Regions from separate parts of the Gossypium hirsutum genome. Here region 2 is linked to region 1. Evidence: chromatin contacts called from public Hi-C data. All regions are on one chromosome and are shown on one strand. Each heading gives the region's core, a stretch centred on a gene start, on an enhancer-like site or on the middle of the called end of the contact. The rest is flanking DNA. Distances are from core to core; before and after follow the strand shown.

Region 1 (4,594 bases), core at 1,760-4,259:
ATTTATAATATTTTCAATATTTTTAAAGGCAATTAAATATTTAAATATAAAACATATGTTTATTTATAATACATTTTTTACTCTTTTATAAGTTGCAATTAAGGGCAAAATGATAATTTTATATAATAAGTGAGGCAACACGTGTAATTATTATAATGTATTTATGCTTATTGTCCCCGAAAAATTAATCACCCTACTCTTCTCCGCATCCAATTTTTTTTAAAAATTTAATTTAATCAAAATAGATTAGTTTAAAACCCATCTAACAGTTTAAATTTTGTTATTTGCATTCAAAGCATAATCAAAGGGTAGGCCTTAGGCCTATGGCATTACTATATTTTTAATCCCTTTTTAAATGTTAGTAGTTTAATTTTATTTTTAACCCGTTTTTTAAATAAAAATATAGTTTAATCCCTCTTTAAAGCCAAAAAATAAATAAATTCAATCCATTTCAATATAAAATCTTAGCTTAATTAAGTTTTATTTTTTAAACAAATCTTGATACCTTATAACACAATTTCTAGCTTAATTTCTACTTATGGTAATTAGTATAACATAAGTGGACACATTATTATTTTACTGAAATTGGTACATACTGGAACCAGTTTGTTTCAATGTGTCATTTTAGATTTATCAACGTTTTTAAAAAATATTTAATATATAAAATATTTAAATATATTAAATAAATCAAATTAAATAATTTTAAATATAAAAATATTAATTAATTATATAAAATATTCATCAATAAACATCACAAATAAAATTTTATCATTTAACAAGTGTAAATTAAACAAGCAAAAAAAATCCACAAATTAAACAAAAAAAATTGCCCACAAAATTATTTTTAAAAAAAATCTATAATAAGATCATTCTATGTTAAATATATAAAATGAAAATTTAATAATAAAAAATGCACATAAAGTTGTGTTAACAAAATTTTTAGAAATTTAGTTTTTTAATTATTTTATATAAATTCTTTACTTTTTCATTATTTATTAATTTTCTATTATAAATTTTAAAGTTGTTTTATTAAATTTGATTAATAAAAAAATTTATAGATAAAAATTAAATTTATCTATTTTGAACATTATTCATATATCAACCGATGTAATCGATATGGATCAAAATTTACATCGGAAAAAATAATTATTCTGATTTATTACTAAAATAATCCAACCGAAAACCGAATACATTGCTACTAATTGCATTACCCAATTTAAAGATAGATCGAGAAAAATGATTCCTAAATAGCTACGAACAGATTCTCCTGAAATAAAATTTTATAGAAAATGGTTTGGTGAAATGCATTGAAAGGTAAAAAAGATAAAAATTTCAAAAGATAACCAAATTACTCTGGATTTACAGCAAGATCTTAGTTACTATTACCCTGCCCCTACTATGAAGATGACATATGATTATCCCACGCTGGCACGGCTTGCCAAGCCGAAGCCGCGATGAGAGGGCTGCTATGCCAACCAAGACTCAAGCACCCTTCATTTTCTTCCACTGAATACCCTTCCGCCGAGAACAATGTGAGTAACATGCTAGCCTGTTTAAACGCGTTGGACCCCAAACGCAATGCCCTAAACCCGGCTCCACTCAGCCGTCTCCTCCATTTAGCCAATGGCTCGTGCCTTTCCACTCGAGCCGACCCTTCACAGCTCACTACGTTCCCTATTTCCCTCTGAATGTATATCTCGGCTAAAGCTTTTTCCGGCTGAATCCTGCAAGCTTCTAAAGAATCGAACATCGTTGAATAATAATAAAGAGCTTCCGTGAACCGGTCCAGAAAACCGGGCTGATTGTGGTTTGCTTCTTGTTCCACCACTGTCATAATTTTCGGGTTTAAGCCCCGGATCCAGCTCAACACGGTGTCGATAGGAGAATTCCGGGTCTGTTCGCATCCGAGTAAACGGTGAAGCTGCATGATGGAGTTAACTGCCACCGCTTCTTTTGGATTCACCTGAAGCATCCAAGGCTTAACGTCTTCCAGCCTGGAAGCCGCGACTCCACGGAAGGCAAAGCGGACGTTGACGGACCGAGCCAACTCAGCGAGTCGTAAACCGATCTCGCGAAGTGAGTCACGGCCATCTGGTGGCGGCGGTCCAATGCCAGTCAAACGGAGCAAAGGAGGTCCGCCAGGACGTAAAGCCAGGGCTTGTATCAAAGCTGGCCATTGTAGGCCGTGCATCAAATTGAAATCCACCACGTGTACGCAATCGTGACCGTCGAAAGCTTCGAGGATCGCCTGATTGGCCGTGAAGTGAGCGAATTTCAAGTATGGACAAGCTTCGTAAAAATGATGATACAAAATCTCGTTCTCAAAAGCCGAACCACCGTTGACAGAGCCACCGCCCATTCCTTGGAAAATACGTCGGCTTAAAGCGTCGATAAAATGTCCGGCAACTTTACCGATACCGCAAATGGTGTTGACATGAGTCAGTAACCCTTGCATGTCGTCGATCAATGAAGTAGCCAATGAGAGATCTCCACTTTGGACGCACTCAGCACAAGTCATCAACATGTGGACCAGCCTTATACCCGAATCTTCTTCCATGGCCGTGACAACCGTCAACTGATTATCCAAACTCTGTTGCTCGTCGTAAGTAATATTCTGGTGCACCTGCGGTGTATGAGGTTCGGCGGCGGTCCACGCGCTGTTTACCACCGTTTGATTGTTTACAGGATCCACGATGAAGTCGGAGGAGCAAGTGGGAGGAGGCTCAGCGAACTCAGTTAGCAGCGAGTCGACCCAGCAGGCCAGATCAGAAGGGTTATAGAGTATAGCATCGGAGGCAAGTTGAGAGAAATCTGCAGGCGAATTACCCATGGCGGTTTCGAGTCGTTCCAGTCGCTGAGCTACTTGTCGTAGCTCCGACGACCGGACTTTATAACCATCAATATCTTGCTGCGGTGGCTTGGAGGAGGAGGAGGAGGAGGAGGAGGATGATAAGCTGCCACTGCTACTTCCCGCTGATGACGAGGTGGAGTCGTACCGCAACATGATTCAAATTAAAATTAGCTTCTTGGTTTTCAAATATTGAAAGAAGGGGCAGATCTAGCATGGCCCAGAGTTGGGGGAGACAGAGTGAGTAGGAAATGGATGAAAAAGAGAAAGTGAGAGAGTAGACGAAATGAGCAGCGTATCCATCTTTTTAGATACTTTCTCTTTCCTCATTTTTCATTAAAATAGAAATTTAGTGAGTAAAAATTTTCAAATAAATAAAATTAAATTGCAGAAACTTGGTCGAATCGTTTATATTTGTAGATGCTAAAAACATGGAGAGGAGAACTTTTTTATTCCAATCTCATTTTAGACTTACACCAATTGCGTTACTCATCTTGCACATATCTTTTGCACACCTAAACTGACTTTACAGTTCCAGGAGAGTGCAACAACAACATAAATTACGCAAAATAGAGTTAAAATGTTTGTACCGTCTCGGTACTTCTCTTGGTTATTGTTCATTTTTATTCGTTCTGTTTAGAGTTGTAGAGAAATCAAAATCAAATGCCGAGTTTAAAAACAATTTGTGTGAAGCTAGAAATTGGAAATGAACTTTGAAGAAACCAGAATTTAAATAGTAGGAAAAAGCAAAATTTGAAAATAACTTCCTATCAATGCCAGATACATTGGGATTAAAAGCCAACTTATTTAAAATTAAAAGGAAAAAGGAAGGAGTTAAGCGAGAGAGATGACAAAATCGGGGGGGGGGGGTTGAGTTCTGATCATCTACCGCTAACAGCAAGAATTGCAGACACTAGTTAGGACCATCTTTTGTTGAAGAAGATAGATTATTTCTTTGAGGGAGAGTAAAAATATTCATCACAAAAATTATTTAATAATGGTAATGTTTAGATCACAATCACTTTTAACTCTAAATTTCTTCTTATTTTCTGCCCTAAACCACACCAATAAATTAAAAACAAAATTGCAACTCTTCAGCTTTAATATAGGAATTAGGAAGAACAATATCCAAACCAAAGATAACTTCGAAACTCTTCCCATTTCTAGGTCCATAAAAAACTACTTTCAAAAATAAACAGAAAACAAGAGATTTGAACCTGTTCTAAATCTAAATCTAAAGCAGAAGCAACTTTAACTACTTTGAGAAAAGGAGAGTCGCCATTCGACTCCAAATATTAAGAAATACTTAGCAAGATGTTAACAAAGATGTCATAATATTTCAGATGAAAAGTTAAAAGAGTGCATTATACTATACTTACTTTGAAAAATCAATCCTCTTGAGGACGCAACATCGTGCTAGTTTCTTCGACACTTTTCACGAGTTCTACCAACAACTCCTTCCATTCATCAATGGAGGAACAATACATCTTAATCTTTTGAAACCATTTCAGCTTCTTATTATTTCTTACACGGTAGACCTTGTGATGGTGGATGAGTTCTCAAAGTTGAAAATCAAATTCACCGGTGATCACTTTGTGTGTCTTCTCTTCATGGTGGAGATGATAGAAAAAATTCAAAGCTTCCACCATCTGCATCCTTCTTATCTCTAGTTCATATAGCTTTGATTTTGTCTTACCAAACTCGATTTCTAGTGCAACAATCTCATGTTTCAGTTCTTCTAACACC
Region 2 (4,076 bases), core at 789-3,288, 110 kb before region 1:
TCAAGCCAAGCAGTTTCTTGCCTTCTAAGTCCTACATTTGCCCACATTTGCAGTAGAAAGTAGTCCTGGAAAGGGAAAATATAAGTCATAAGGGCAAATTAAAAGCTAGTCTTAGAATATGGAAGTGGCTAACCATTTAACTTGTATGGCATTCCAAGTTCCAACCATAATCATCTCCAATCGAACAACTTAGATCCCAAAACTCCATCTTGTTGTTGGTTGGATCAGCCAAGATGACTTTTAACTTTCAAGTTTCCTTTAAATAGACAACCATCACTCGTTTATTTCTCACCAACCTCAGCGGCATCATAGATTGGGTGTAATTAAATCACATTAAAAGTAAAAGATTGATTCAACAATCTTTCTTATAACAAGAAGTTAATATTACTTATAATCTCAAAATACATCTAAATTGTTAAGTTGTTTTTGATCATTATTAGCTCCATCTAATGATATATTTGTCATATGTGTTATCGCACTCTAGATCTTTTTTTATGTTATTCATTCATCAAGTTTGATTACTTTTTGGAACATAAGTAGCTCCAATTTTTTTCTTTCTACTTCGAGGCGCATTGATTATTAATACATTAAAGTATACAAGTTATTCATATATAGTTTATTCACTTGCTCAAGATTAAAGTAAGCACATAATGAATGTCTTAAGAGAATTAATCTATATATGGATTTAAGATTAATTTATCTTTGGTTTAGTTTAATGTCCTTTCAGGCCGGACTAACACATCTATATATTTACTTAGCTCACTTCAGTAGCCAACACAACTATCTCCTTGTGGGGATTTTAAACAATATAATAGTTTTCGCATAAGTTACTTGCTCCTCGTAACCCCTTGAACTATGAAAATTTTCTTCCAAAATTCAAAATAATATTTGTGATGCAACTTCTTATTAGTTTATCGTAGGTAATTAATTAATCATATTTTCTTATACATGTAACAATTGAGGACATATCGGCATTGATATTTGTATATTTCTACAAAGAATCAATTTTATCATTTTATTAATTCATCAAATATGATGAAATTATTACACTTGGACACAATCATTGTATTATTGTTATATAAAATATTTGAAAACCATATTTTATGATTATTAAAATAAATTTTAAGCAATAATATTTAGTAGTTGCATAATTTAATACACAAACAATTAAAGGATTTGATGTTTAAATTATAACGTTTCGATTGGTTTTCAACCAATACTTGTTGTTACGTAATGGTTTTGGCTTGTGTTAAATGTTTTGTAACAAAATTTGTAGTTATTAAAACGATTAAATTAATTCATTAATAAAATAACTATATTTGGTAATTTATATAATTAAAAACAAATTTTGTATTGTGAAAGACATTTTGGGATAGAACTTGATGCAAGGATAAGTTTTTTTGTAGTTGTAATAAGTTTTGGCATTGCTAAATACATATAGAAATAAGCGATGAGAAAGTAATGTTACATTTGGTGGCATATTCTCTCAAACAGTATCACAATCCAAGGCTTTTATCACTTTGTCCAGCATCCACTTAAGCAACCAATTGAGTATTCCGTAATATGATATCCTTTTGCAATTGGCAGCTGCAGTTAATGTTGCATGATAGATGAACATACTGAAATCTTATGTTTCTTTATCACACATTGCACATTACTAGATATGATCGATTTCTATGTCAAGACAAGTGTCCTATTCAAACTAGCTATGCATCCTTAGAACTGAAGTTTATAGAACCACCCAAAATGTCATCCAATTCTAATCCACCTAAGACAGCAATCACATGGCCCTGCTTTCCCCCTCATCTCTTGCATTTAAATTAGCCTAAGCTAGTAAAACTGCTTGATATGGATACTTGAGTTGGTTCACAACCAATTGCTTGCTCATTTTCTTGCATTTCAATCCAATAATTGCAGCCCAAAGCAAACGCAATCTTTATGAATATTTGTCTCTTGAAAGACACTAATAAAGCGTTTGTAGTCCAACGGTTAGGATAATTGCCTTCCAATCAATAGACCCGGTTCGACTCCCGGCAAACGCATTTCAGAGAAGCTTCTTTTTTATTCGACCCCGGCAATATAAAATGAGCCCAAATTGATAAAATGAAACAAAGTGTAGCTTTTAATTTATATGAATAAAGAATGGTTGGGTTTGCATTTGGTTGAGTAGAGTCACTTAAATGGGCTATTACACCAAAATCTACTATGGTTTTCTTTAGACTCCTAAACAAATTAATATTGGGTTCCTGCTATTACAGAGAAGCAGGCTAAACAAGAAATCAACCTCTGCTACACGAATTTCGCCATTCTACACTAAAATGTTTGTCATTTTAGTACAATTTTAAAATGTATTAAAATAATAATTTTGATCGGTGAAATCAGAATTCAAGTAAAATGGTACCATCCTTGATTTAAAATAATCAATTAAAATTTGATATTTAAAAGAATTTCCCTATTTAGAATAAAATTGTAATGTACCTAACACAGCAATGGCATGGGCCTCTTTACCCTCTTCTATTGCATTTCAATTAGCCTAAGCTAGTAAAACTGCTGGTTATGGATACTTGGGTTGGTTTACAACCGTACACTCTCAAATCTCACACCATACCAATTGCTTCCACATTTTCTTGCGTTTCAGGGGAACCTTTAAAGTCTCTTCATTTAACAAAAATCTATATTTTAATCTGTAAAACAAATAATATAAAATGTTATAATCTAGTATATATTAAAATCTTGATTGAAATGGTGTCATGAATCAATCAGAGACACCAAATTAGTTGAATAATAACAAAATACCATTGTTTACAAAGTAAATTATATTATTTTAAAAGTATTTTTTTTTACATCTTTTACGTTAAAAATAGAAGAATATACACATAATAAGATTTGAACTTAGGACGCTATAATTTTGAATATCTTTATCATTTCAACCAAAGTCTCATTTATTTTTATATTAATTTTTTATAAATATATTTGTTACATCATTCTATTTTCACCCACATCTTGAGCGTATCATATCTAGTATTAATTATGATGTGACACTTCATTAATTTTATGAATAATCCCTTTTAATTTTTTTATGGGTAAATTCAACTTTGATGTAGCTGACAAAACAGTCAGTCTGATTTCAATTCAGTCACTCACCTTTCGAAAAATAATAAATCAGTCACTAACATTATCGAAAAATGACAAATCGGTCACTCATTAACATTTTCCCTCACAGGCTTAATGGGATCGCTGACGTGGCCAGTTAACTAGCTGATGTGACCAGTAAAATTTTAAAATGGGCCAGTAAACTAAAAGATCCTTTTAGTTTAATATGAAATTTTACTGTCCATCCCAATTAACAGCAATTAGTCCTACTGACCAGTAGGATGTCACGTCACTTTTTCATTACGTCTGTAATGAAAAATAGTTAAAATAACTGATTTGTTATTTTCGAAAGTTGAGTGACTAAATTGAAATCAGAGTGACTATTTTGTTAACTGCCCATATACTAAATATATTAATTCAAGTTATATACTTATATTTAGTCTATATTAATATAAAAAAATTGACAAAGTTTAGTAATTAATTGGGTATTATTTTAATTAGTGAAATTTTATAAAGAAAAGTAAATAAAAACAACATATAATTATAAAGATTTTTAGTTTTTTTTCTTTTTACTATTTTAAATTAAAAATCATATTTAAAGTTAAAATAACTATAGATATTTTTAAACACCAATATTTTTAACAGTCAACAACTTCTAATTTTCATTAAAAAAAATTTTGGTGAGAGTAATTGAGAAGTCTTCTTTTTATATGAACTGAATTTAATTACTGGATTAATTTAATCTTTTTATTATTAAAAAGAATTAAATAATGTCATACTAGAACTTACCTAAACATTTACTATTTAAAAAATGACAAGAAAGTTATTTTTCATTTACAATTCAATTCCAAACAAAACATTTCATGTGTAAAATCATAAAAATCGTTCAATATTTACCTCTATTAAACATAAGTGTCATTTTTAAAACCATAAATGTTAGCTCTATTGAAATGCTACTTTATTTGATTCTTTTTAATAATACA

What was found. Hi-C and Micro-C count contacts between places; a contact is called where the count stands out from the background.
Region 2: a contact with region 1 is called in a Hi-C map of leaf, with 3 times the contacts expected there. The contact joins the enhancer-like site here to the promoter of LOC107901197 in region 1. A contact is called at or near these places in 13 of 34 Hi-C or Micro-C datasets (anther, callus, hypocotyl and 3 more).

The regions. Positions count from the first base shown.
Region 1 is chrD06:9,456,207-9,460,800 of Gossypium_hirsutum_v2.1, reverse strand. LOC107901197 (DELLA protein GAI-like) reads right to left here and starts at 3,009. Exons shown (of 1, transcript NM_001326900.1): 1 at 1,266-3,009. The coding sequence starts at 3,004. The coding sequence ends at 1,397.
Region 2 is chrD06:9,569,178-9,573,253 of Gossypium_hirsutum_v2.1, reverse strand. No RefSeq gene overlaps it. Among protein-coding and RNA genes, the nearest start is that of LOC107901199, 3.7 kb to the right of the region's middle. Within about 2 kb of position 2,038, at least 3 of the 9 cell types and tissues checked have an H3K27ac peak or open chromatin away from gene starts, as enhancers often do. A contact at or near this core is called in hypocotyl and leaf, where this site is marked.